Regions from separate parts of the Mus musculus genome. Here all the other regions are linked to region 2. The links are chromatin contacts, called in public HiCAR-type and HiChIP or PLAC-seq maps. All regions are on one chromosome and are shown on one strand. Each heading gives the region's core, a stretch centred on a gene start, on an enhancer-like site or on the middle of the called end of the contact. The rest is flanking DNA. Distances are from core to core; before and after follow the strand shown. Region 1 holds the start of Abca5 (ATP-binding cassette, sub-family A (ABC1), member 5). Region 2 holds the start of 1700023C21Rik (RIKEN cDNA 1700023C21 gene). Region 3 holds the start of Amz2 (archaelysin family metallopeptidase 2).

Evidence for each region. HiCAR-type assays count read pairs that join an accessible place to other places. HiChIP or PLAC-seq counts read pairs in DNA pulled down with a chosen protein or histone mark.
Region 1: an H3K4me3 HiChIP or PLAC-seq map of embryonic stem cells shows a contact between it and region 2, with 4 times the contacts expected there. The contact joins the promoter of Abca5 here to the promoter of 1700023C21Rik in region 2. A contact is called at or near these places in 2 of 39 promoter capture datasets (the C10 cell line and embryonic stem cells), 4 of 115 datasets of contacts at active chromatin or transcription factors (acute myeloid leukemia, embryonic midbrain and embryonic stem cells) and 1 of 9 other capture datasets (macrophages).
Region 3: a HiCAR-type map of astrocytes shows a contact between it and region 2, with 2.8 times the contacts expected there. The contact joins the promoter of Amz2 here to the promoter of 1700023C21Rik in region 2. A contact is called at or near these places in 2 of 39 promoter capture datasets (both in embryonic stem cells), 3 of 484 Hi-C or Micro-C datasets (the N1E-115 cell line, embryonic stem cells and natural killer cells), 3 of 115 datasets of contacts at active chromatin or transcription factors (astrocytes, regulatory T cells and stem cell-derived neural progenitor cells) and 2 of 9 other capture datasets (adipose tissue and liver).

Annotation. Positions count from the first base shown.
Region 1 is chr11:110,335,914-110,339,182 of GRCm38.p6, reverse strand. It overlaps Abca5 (ATP-binding cassette, sub-family A (ABC1), member 5), which reads left to right and starts at 1,467. Exons shown (of 39, transcript NM_147219.2): 1 at 1,467-1,698. It overlaps Gm39445 (a long non-coding RNA gene), which reads right to left and starts at 1,345. Exons shown (of 3, transcript XR_880289.1): 1 at 899-1,345; 2 at 324-395.
Region 2 is chr11:109,843,556-109,847,164 of GRCm38.p6, reverse strand. It overlaps 1700023C21Rik (RIKEN cDNA 1700023C21 gene), which reads right to left and starts at 1,287. Exons shown (of 3, transcript NR_045909.1): 1 at 1,100-1,287.
Region 3 is chr11:109,423,697-109,427,300 of GRCm38.p6, reverse strand. It overlaps Amz2 (archaelysin family metallopeptidase 2), which reads right to left and starts at 1,355. Exons shown (of 9, transcript NM_025275.4): 1 at 1,271-1,355; 2 at 726-815; 3 at 204-331. The coding sequence starts at 215.

The sequences.
Region 1 (3,269 bases), core at 218-2,717, 490 kb before region 2:
GTCTGATAAATAGTTTGCGTAGAGGCAGTAAAATATGTCACAACCTACACATTAATTTGTAGTAATTTTTTTATTTAAAATATTTTTCTCTGTGTTCTATGTTATTCTTACAAGCCTATAATCTTGTTGTCCATTTTATAAGTCGTATGTGTGTGTGTGTGTTGCTGGGGTTTAAAGCCAGGACCTTGTACAATCTAGGCAAGCAGACTATCACTGAACTACAAGTCCACTCCTATAATAGAATTTTAATATTTTCTGTTTCTATGGGTGCAATTTTGTTAAGTGAGTAGGTATTTTTTGTGAAGATAAAAATATTTACATACCTTTCTTGTAGGTGTTTTCTCTCATCAGTAGTATTATTAGCAGTATTTACCATAGTTTATGATTCGCAAGACCTGAAAATTTAAATTGGTATAAGAAAAAGTTCTTAACTTCAGGCTACATATGATGTAGCTGAAGAGATTAGCATGTAAGACAGTGAAAGGGATACTATGGTGCCAAGTGGGGTGTTTGAGAGGAAAGATATCATTGTGTCAGGCTCTATGATAGTGTACACACACATGCAGGCAAAACGTCCACATCTATAATAAAGCAGAACACATTCTATAGACTTAGTTTTCAATTTGAGAACTACACACACATACACAAAATATGTATGAATGTTCACATTCACAGAGCTGAAGATGTTTTCGAAAGTAACTGTAACACATAGCACTGGGGACTGCACACACCAGACACATTCAGTATCAAGCCAGCAAAAATTCCAGCATGAATAGTGTGTGTGTGTGTGTGTGTGTGTGTGTGTTATGAATTGGCAGTTTGTGGCTTCTGGATAAGAAAGGATCAGTCTTCCTCAGGGATGTGTAATTTTGGTATTGTGAACTTTACTTTGCAATACCTTTGGCCCTTGTTTCGATCACTTTGGGTAACGACATTCCAAACATCAGTTTGCATTTTAAGTAAAAATTAAGCGTGGTATATAGTCTTTGCCAGAAGTCAACACTTGCAGATTTTCGGAGGATGTTTGAAGGAACCGGTAGGATGTTCAAGGTGGTAGTCTGAGGTTGGAGAGGAGAAGGCAGTCTTTACAGAAACGAGGAGGGAGGACGCTGCAGCAAGAGGGAGGAGTGTCAGACTTTTATCAACTCTTTAAATACAAGGGAACAGAGGCAGATGGGAGGGTGGAGAACCAAGGCCGTCCTTCTTGAGGCGACAGAAGTCTCCTCAAACCCATCGAGCCTCGGTGGAGGGTGCGGCGAGCTCCCCAGGAGGTTCTGAGCACCTGAGCTAGAGTCGGCAGGTCCAACCAAGTACTCTGCGACTCGTTCGCCGCGCTCACCTCCGCCGGAGCCCCGCCCCCAGTAGCCCCGCCCCCAAGCGCGCTCCCGTCTCGAGCTCCAGGAGCACGCGCATTACGCACGCCCCGCCCTCAGGTGCATTCAGGGGCGGGCAGGGGGCGTGTCTCCGGCGGCGCGCGCGGCTCTCTCGGCGTAGCGGGGCGGCGGGCACGCGCGCGCTCGGCCTCGCGGACCGCGTCTCCGCGCAGAATTTCCGAGCTCCGTCACTTACCGCGGTCGCGGTCGCCGCAGGTAAGCTCGCGGCTTGGGCCTGACAGCGCTGCGGCTGCGACGCCGGGGTGAGGAGACGCCGAGGCCCGCGGCGCTCGAGGTCGCTCGCCATTCGTGTCTGCGGAGAGAGGTGACGCGGCGGCGGGGACGGGGCATGGACCGTGGAGATGGCCGAGCAGCTAGGGAATGAGGAGAGGGGAGGGTGTGGCGGGCCGCGGGGAGCCGGAGGATGCTGGCGGGTGGCGGGCGCTGACAGGGATCCCTGGGCTAGCGACATCCTCAGAACTTCTAGAGAGGCAGAAGGAAAAGAAAGGACAAACCGAAATTAAATAAAAGCCCAAACCAAACCGAAGTCAGTTTTCCCCCTGAGGGCTCAGGAGCATCGCCCTACTTGGGGCGCAGATCGGGTAGCGGATCATGTGTGACCAGAGGACTCGGGGTGAGAGGAAAAGCCGCAGAGCTCGTGACACGGTTTTGGGGTTGAAAATAATCTGAATTCCCCAAACATAGCTAACGAAGATTCCCAGGCGCGGAAAGGTTTCAGGGAGGAGGAGAAAGCGAGGTCCATGGGGGACAGCGGCCTCTGGGGCAGTCGGAGTTGAGGATTTTCGCCCCAGCTCTCTAAAAGCTTCGCTTTACGTTTTCAAAGAATCAAGTCTGAGGACAAAAATTAAGGACATTCTGGAGCCCCAGATGAGGTTAGATCCTGGCTCAGAGCCAGGGTCAGTATTACTTCATCTTGACAGCTGCTCTGAGGTTGGAGATGGTACTCTGTGTGGGAAATATGGGTCTTAAAGAGGTTAAATAACTTTATTAAGGTCCCAGCTGGGGAAAAAAATGAGGTACTGAGATTCTCCCTCTGAGATTCCAGACTCTCTAATCCTGGTGCTTTCCTCACTCTATTTTATGTTTGCCCAGAGAGCATTTTTATGTCTCGTCAGAGAAGACTCAATAGATAAGAACATTATGAGAACACTTTGTGTGTGTTTATCCTGAAAGCAGATTTAAGAGACAGTGATCTTTGAATGTGGGTCATTTAGGCAGATGTGTCCTTGATAATGCAAAACTTCAAATTCTATTAAACATAGGGAACTCTTAAATTTTGCATAAATTTATTAATATGTTCGTTACATGCCAGGTAATCATTTTGTTCCTAAAGTTCCTAGATGAATATAGTATGTAATGTCTGCCATTGAGTTTAATTGAAAGAGTAATTATATAAAAGCAACTCATACTAATATAAATTGTAGTCCTCATTAGTGTGTAGATTACACTGGAAATAGTTTTAAGTGCAAACTTAAAACTTTTATACAGTGCAAACTTTATACTTTTATAAACATTATATATAAAGAAAACTATTAGCTGACTTGCCATATGGGTACTGTTACATCGTTTTCCTCCAGCAAGGCGTTCTGTCATAAAACTTAGGTCAAACTTTACTGGCATTAGTATCTTGCTTTATGTCACTACTTTTGGTAAATTTTAAAAGATCAGCGAAGAAAGCGTTTATGATGCCTTCTGTTAAATTTAAAGGTTTATTATACCCATTATGAAGCCAGTAAAATAGCTGGATAGGTTTCTCTTTCAGTGCATTGCTAGACAGATTAGCAGCTCTTTTCAAAAAATTAAATCTTAATTTAAAAGTATAGTTAAACTGGATGGCATTTACGTTTCTGTGGTTTAGAGTTCTCGGGGGAATGG
Region 2 (3,609 bases), core at 38-2,537:
AAGCCCGGACAAGACTCAAACTGCTAGCACTTGGGGAGCAAGGCTGGGGAATTAGACAGTCTAGCCTTAGAAAAATAGATTAGAGGTAATTCGCTCAGTAATTGTGTTAAAGTTGATTAAATAAGTCTAGTAGGACTCTGTCTCAATTATTGGTGGGGGGGGGGGGTGGCTGCCAGGGTCAAATTAAAAATAATAGAGTAACTGATAACATTTATAAGCAACATGAAAACTGGTGAATATCTCTAGTTGCCCTGGAGCCGGGTGAACAGTACTTTAGGGGGTTGGTCTGAGAGCCCAGGGTCCTTCTCAAACCCTTCGTTGGACGCTTAGCAAATCTGCCCTGGGATGCCTACCAAACCTGACTTAAGATGCCGCTTATCTGACCCTCCCAGGAAGCTTATCAAGCTTTAAAATCAATCAATCAATCAATCAGTGCTTAGTTGTCCCACAACCTCCATCCAGCGCCTTGCTCTGCTACCCTCTTCTGACAGAAAGATTGTAAGAGGCAGAGTTGGTGTTGGGCTGACTACCAGGAAACTGCTTTCTGGATATCGCAGGACAGCTGTACAAATGAACTCACAGCAGTTGAAACAGCACGCACAAGACCTTGCGCGCCAGCTCAAGCCAAACAAAATCCCAGCATGGAGCGCGGAGGTGAAGTCCCACCCCTAGCTAAGGACCCATTGGAAGCTGCAAGCTTCTGGGAGAGGCAGTTATTTTCTTCAGTACTGTGGCCCTCTCTCTGGTGGATAGAGCAGCCCCCAGAGAGAAGACCATACATCCAAGAGCATATGAGATACAAACTGTATTAAATGAGTTGGGGGGGGGGCACAAATTTGAGTGGCTAGGAAGGAGGAATGGACCTTGAATGGTAGGGGAACAGGGGTGAATATCATCAAAATGAATTGTACAAAATCTTCAAAGAATTAATAAAAGAAGGAGGAAAAAAATAGAAGCGGATGTAGAACACAGAGGTCAGGAGTCGGCAGCTGCTTCAAAGGGAAGCTACACTTAGAACATGCTGCTCGCTCTCCTGCCCTTTACTTTCCCGGGACTCTGGCGTCTGCAGTCCTGGCTCCCTTGGTGATGCTCAACTCACCCATCTGTCCCCTGCCAGCACAACAGCAACAGACTGCTCGCAACCTCATTTGGTTCTCAGAGACCTGTGGTGTGGCAGACAAAGACCCTGAGGGGAAGAAACCAAATGTGGCACCTTAGGGTTTTTTCTGCTTCTCAGATTTCTTGGCCCTGAGGCCTCAACTGGTTCGGCTGCCTCCTAACCGCCACAGAAAGAGTTTTATGTTGTTACATTACAGTTGTTGGGCTCTATGCACCAGGCAGTTACGTCACAGCTACTGGATTCTGCTCTGCTGATGTGACCACAACAACGGAATGTCACTGAAGTGGTCATGCCTGTGTTCCACTTCAACATGGTTTACAAACACACAGAGCAGCCATGTTCATGATGGACACCAGCTGTTGTTTTTCTTTCTTTCACAGAGTCTATTTTGAGATGTTTGTTTGTTTGTTTGTTTGTTTGTTTGTTTGTTGTTTGTGGTGGGGATTGAATCCAGTTTCTTACACATTCACAAGAAGAAAGAAAACTACTCTTAGCGGCCCTGTGGACCACAGGACATACTTAGGGCTTAAATATGAGTCTCTTTTAATATTATAAAGTGTTGTCGCTTGTGTATTGTTCTTGGGGTTTTGTGGCAGAGGGTGGGGCTAGCTGATGTCTTTGATTTCTTTGTCTTGGGGTTTTGTCTGTTTTGTTTTGCTTTTAGATTTATTTATTGATTGATTTATTTGTTTGTTTATTTATTTAGTGTGAGTACACTGTCCTCAGACACACCAGAAGAGGGCATCAGATCCTATTACAAATGGTTTTGAGTCACCATGTGGCTGCTGGGAATTGAACTCAGGACCTCTGGAAGAGCAGCGCCTTTGTCTTAGTTTTAACTTCACACTTTCTTTTAACTTGCCTTTTCCAGAGCATTTCTCTTCTCATGCTTTTATCTTTGTAGTCCGTGTGTCACTCTGTTAAATATGTCTCTTTCCTCTGCTTAGACTGGGTCTGATTCTGTTTTGTTATCCAGTCATGTCTTTTTTAATTATAGTATTTAGCCCATTTATAGTAAATGACTTGCTAGATGGGGCTGATTTTAATTTACTTAAATGCATTGCTTTTTGTACAAGGTTCTCAATGAAGTCCAAGAGAGAAAGTGACTACAGAAAACTTACATTCCATCAGGATTTGGGTCTCTGTGGGTAGGACTTGATAAGGATTCATGTATTTAGTATTCCCTGGACGTAAACATTTTGGCATACTGAATATTTACGGTCAAAGAAAATCACCGAGGAATAAAACCAGCATACTGCTCTTGCAGGGTCCTGAGGAGTCACAAGCCAGTTAGTGTGGAGGATTTTATTTTTCCCTTGTACCAACAGACTCCTCCACTCCCCTGGCTGCTAGCTGTCGGCAGCTGGCCCTCCTTCCAAGAATCAAAGGAGTTCAAGTGTGTGACATTTGGGACTCCCTCTGCTGTGCAAAGCAATTGGAAAAAAATCTGTTGTTTTATAGTCCTGGAGCTCCAAGCTGCCCAAAGGGAGGAAGAACTTGTAAGAAGGGACCTTCATCTCAGACCGTCTCTTCTCTGTGCTAATAGAGGAACTTTGGGAAGGAAGTCTGAGGGTATAGTTCAATTGGTAGAGTGCCTGCCTGGCATGAAGGAAAGTCCTAGCTCCCGTCCCCAGCATTGCACTAACCAGATGTGCTGACAACATGTCTATAATCCCAGTATTTGGAAGATAGAGAGATCAAGAATTCAAGGTCAGCTACATAGTGCTTTTGAAACCAATCTGGGCTTTGGGAGATCCTATTTCAAAAATTAATTAACTAATAATGAAAGAGTTTCTGTGGACCCTTCTCCCTTGTTACAGACAGTGGAGTTTCCTCACTTCCTGTTTTGTCTGGCTTTTCAGGTTACACATTTACATGGGAAGGGGCAGGGATGATATAGGGGTCTGACTCAGGAGACAGTGAAAAGGAAAGGGATGGTGGGATACATCTATGGCAGAATAATATGAGCTTCTCAGCACTGTAACAGGAAAAGTCCCTGGCTTGTCCTTCCACCGAAGGACGGCTCACAAAGATTAAATCCCCATTACAAACCAGTCTGAGATGCTAGAGACTCCAGCTTGAGTCTGTTAAGCCCTAAAAGGCTCGACTGACACAGCCCAGTACAGTATAGCTGCTATTCCTTAGTTGATCATCAAGACTCCCTCAGGTCCAGTTCCCATTGGCAGTCTTATATCAACCAGAAGTCATGGACACAGCTTTGCATCTTTCCAGAGCCATTTCACAGGCTCCAAGGAGTGTGTGTGGATGGAGAGAAAACATGGACCTGGAACTAGAGAGTCTTGGATTAGAATTTTCTCTCTACCCTGAGTAGCCATTAGACCTTGAAATGTTCTCATCCATGGGTTGACACTGCCCAGTGAAGTTGTCATGGCTCTCCAGAGGACGAAAAGGTGGTGTCAGGAGATACGCAGATTTTTATTTGGTTGGTTATTTTGTTTTAAAGAATCCTGGATGGTGGATCTGTGTGA
Region 3 (3,604 bases), core at 106-2,605, 420 kb after region 2:
TAGCGGTGACTCTTAAATCCTACTGATGCCCAACGTCCTCTGTCATTTGAAAACAATCATAATATTTTGAGCTGACTCACTTTGTCCACAGGATCAACGGCATCCCTTCCAGTGTCACTCAAAGATATTCAATAAGGAAAAGAGTAATGGTTCTGTTATTTAACTGCAGGTTGGCAAGATCCATCTCAGCCCCTTACGCTTACCTTGTCAGCCATAAGACACGGGGGTAGATCTAAGATGACCAATGAGACGCCATACTCATGGTGACAGGACTTTCCCCATTCCTATCAAGTCCCTACGTGGCACGTTCATCCTTCATACCAAGCAGACGCTTTTTGAGTGAGAAAAGAAAAAAAAGATGAATGTTTCTGTCCATTTAGTTTGTGTTTTCTAATTGAGGGCCTTTTCCATTTTTGTTTGTTTGGTTGGTTGGCTGGTTTTTTGTTCTGCTTTGTTTTGGGGGTGGGTTGGGGGGTGGGACAGGGTTTCTCTGTATTTCTCAGTTTATTAACGACTGATTTTGAAATTTAAGCTAACTGCTGTGCTCAGTGAACTTCTGAATTCTGGAGCTCAAGAGGGTGACACTGACTAGAAAGGATCCTAGAGACTACGCTGAGTGTAGCTCATCTCGGTACTGCACATCTGGGCTGAGATTTTATTTTTACAGGATGAAATTTAAAAAGAAAAAAAAAATAAATCACCATGGCCCCATTCAGTCTACCTACCTTTATAAAGGAGAAATCTCCAGCTGCTGTTTTTCCATTTATGTTTTTCTAAGGACAATGCATGTCTGGCAAAGGGGTGTGGCCTTCACCCTAATAAAAGAGACAGAGTGGAAAGTCAGAAGGCCTCCACATCCTAGTCCAACGTGGATGGTGTCGCTGAAGAAGTGTGCAGGGAGCCATCGTACAGTCACTGCAGGGACCGGGGGCCTAAGATGCTTCGGTTCTATAACCGGAACATCTCCCGCCAAGTGGGTCTCGCCAGACGTGCTAGCTGGTTGCCCATAGCAACTTGCACGGCCGGTGCAGACGCCACCCAGTCTCTGCTTGAGTCAAAAGTGGGGGGCCTCCCCGGAACTCAGAGTTCGCGTCTTCTACCCAGGGAGCAACCGGAAAGGCCCGCGTTGTTCCCAAGAGACATCCTGCCCCCGAGGTCCCCTCTGCTTCCGCCGCAGCCATCCCTCCCACCACATCCGCTCCTCCCCAACGATCAACACCTTCCTCCTCCTCCCCTGCCCAGCCCTGACGGTTCCTCATACCACCCTCACCCGGACAGGCCTCTAGGCCGCCCTCAAGCTGCCACGGTGGTCCTAGCACGCATGCGCCTCGCGCGGACGCACCTCACCCTTTCACGCATGCCCCGCCCACACCGCCCACTAGCAAGACCCGTCTTCCCGCCCCTCAATCGTCGCCCCGCCTCCTATCTGCGCTCTTCCCTCCTAAGGCTCCTCCTCCAAACACTGAGCCCGCCCCACTCCTCCAGAAAGGCCCCGCCCATGTGCTGTAACCCCGCCCCGAAGGCGTGACCTCTGTCCATTTCACAACACTCACGCTGTGTGTGGTTGACTAAAGTAGTAAGGGGGCGATGTAGTGTCGGACAGTCCCCAGTCGTCGCTGTTTCGCGTCGGCCCTCACGGGGGCGCCGCGACCCGCTCCTCGCGGGCGGTGCAGGGTCACGGAACCACCTGCCGTGGGCTGAGCCTGAGTAATTTAACCACTGGGTCCAAATAAGTCAGCCGTGTCCGCGGCTTGACACATCACCCGCTTGGACTTTCCCTTCTTAGTCGGTTTGCCCGACTGTCGCGGCCTCACCGCTGTCAGGAAGCAGGGCTGCATCCTAGGGCGTGGGGCATAGGGTTGCCTTTGGTACTTGGGGAACTAAGAGCTTAGAGCTCGGACCCCCAGGAGACTCTGGAAGGGGAAACCCCAGGGCCAGATCTCCTGATCCCCGCCCCCAGCATATACCTATTCAATCCTTTTGCATCTCTGGGCGCTTCTGGCCCCAGGAAGGTCAAACAAGGGGATGATGCCACTATTTTATCAACATCCTCTCATCCTTGGAAGTTAAAGACTGCATACCCCACATGTCTGTACCCTTCTTCCTACCCAACCCCCAAACTTTTTGCTCTCTTCTTGCCTTGTGCACACTGCTCTAATTATCCTTGCCCAGTTATTATAACAAGGCTCATATATGTTGTCCTTACTGCCCTTACCAAGTTGACAAAAGTGGCTTATTTGGGGAGGGTCTCCTGTCAAGGCTGGCCTTGAACTCACTATGTAGCAGAGAATGTTCCTGTGTCTGACTTCTGAGCACTGTATACACACATACAGAGAGAGACACATACATGTATATTCTTTCAAATTTTCATACTTCGGTTATATTTCCCCAGGACCCCCTCTGATCCTCTTTCTCCTCCCATGAGGTCACTCCCCAACAACCTGACCATTTTTTTCTCCCGGGACATTTTTAATCAGCTGTAGACATGATGCCCCTTTAGTGTAAATACTCCAGAGCATGCTTCTAAACAAGCAATTTTTTCTAAGTAGTCACAGGACACCTACACTGGGAATTCCTACCAATCACTCTGATTGCAGTCTAACACCACAAGGTTCCTGCTTTCCATTTTTCTGTGTGCACTCCCTTCCATACTAATGAAAAGTCTGTCTCCCACTATTCATAATTTACTTCTGCATTTAACTGCTCTGTGGTACAATATGCACTGAGGGTAATTTCAGAATAACTAATCCATATCATTGCAGACAAATAGTCCTGCCAATAATCAGAAATTATTCATGGTCCCGTGTAGCCAGAGGATGCACAGTAGGCTTTGCAGTTTACATCATCTAGGTGAATTCTTCCCTACTCAGTCCAGCACCACATCTGACCTGAAACTTACTAGATAGCCTAGGCTGGCCACAGATTCACAACTATCTCCTGCCTCAGCCTCTGGGGTGGTAGGATCACAAGTATGCATAATCACACCCATTGTTAAATGTGTCACTCTTTTCTCTTTCTTTCTTTCTTTCTTTCTTTCTTTCTTTCTTTCTTTCTTTCTTTCTTTCTTTCATCACATAACATGGCAGATGCGTGGTGCATACTTTTAAACCCAGCACCATGGGAGGCAGAGTCAGTTAGAGATAGGCTTTATAATCTCCTTTGAAACACACCTCCCTGCAGACCTGTAAGGGAGTTTCTTGATTAGGTTAAGTGAGGTAGAAAGACCGAACTTAAATGTTTGTGGCACCATCACGTGGTCAGGGGGCCTGGACTGAAGGCAAACACCCAGAGAGTCATAGCTCTCTGGGTCTAGACTGTGGACACAATGTAACTAGCTGCCTCTGGCTTAAGCTGCCATGCCTCTCCCACAGTAATATAGATTGAGTCCTCTGAAACTATAAGCTAAAATGGGCTTCTCCTTAAGTTTCCACTCCTCAGTCATTTGGTCACAGCAGTGAGAGAGGTGACTAGCACAGGAGGAGACTAGATGACGACCAGTGTGGCCCCCCATGAATTGGATTGGTGGCACTATGAGACTTCAGACCACAGCATATTACTTAAGAACCGAACAGTAGAGTTGACAGACAGCACCTACTAGCACGCT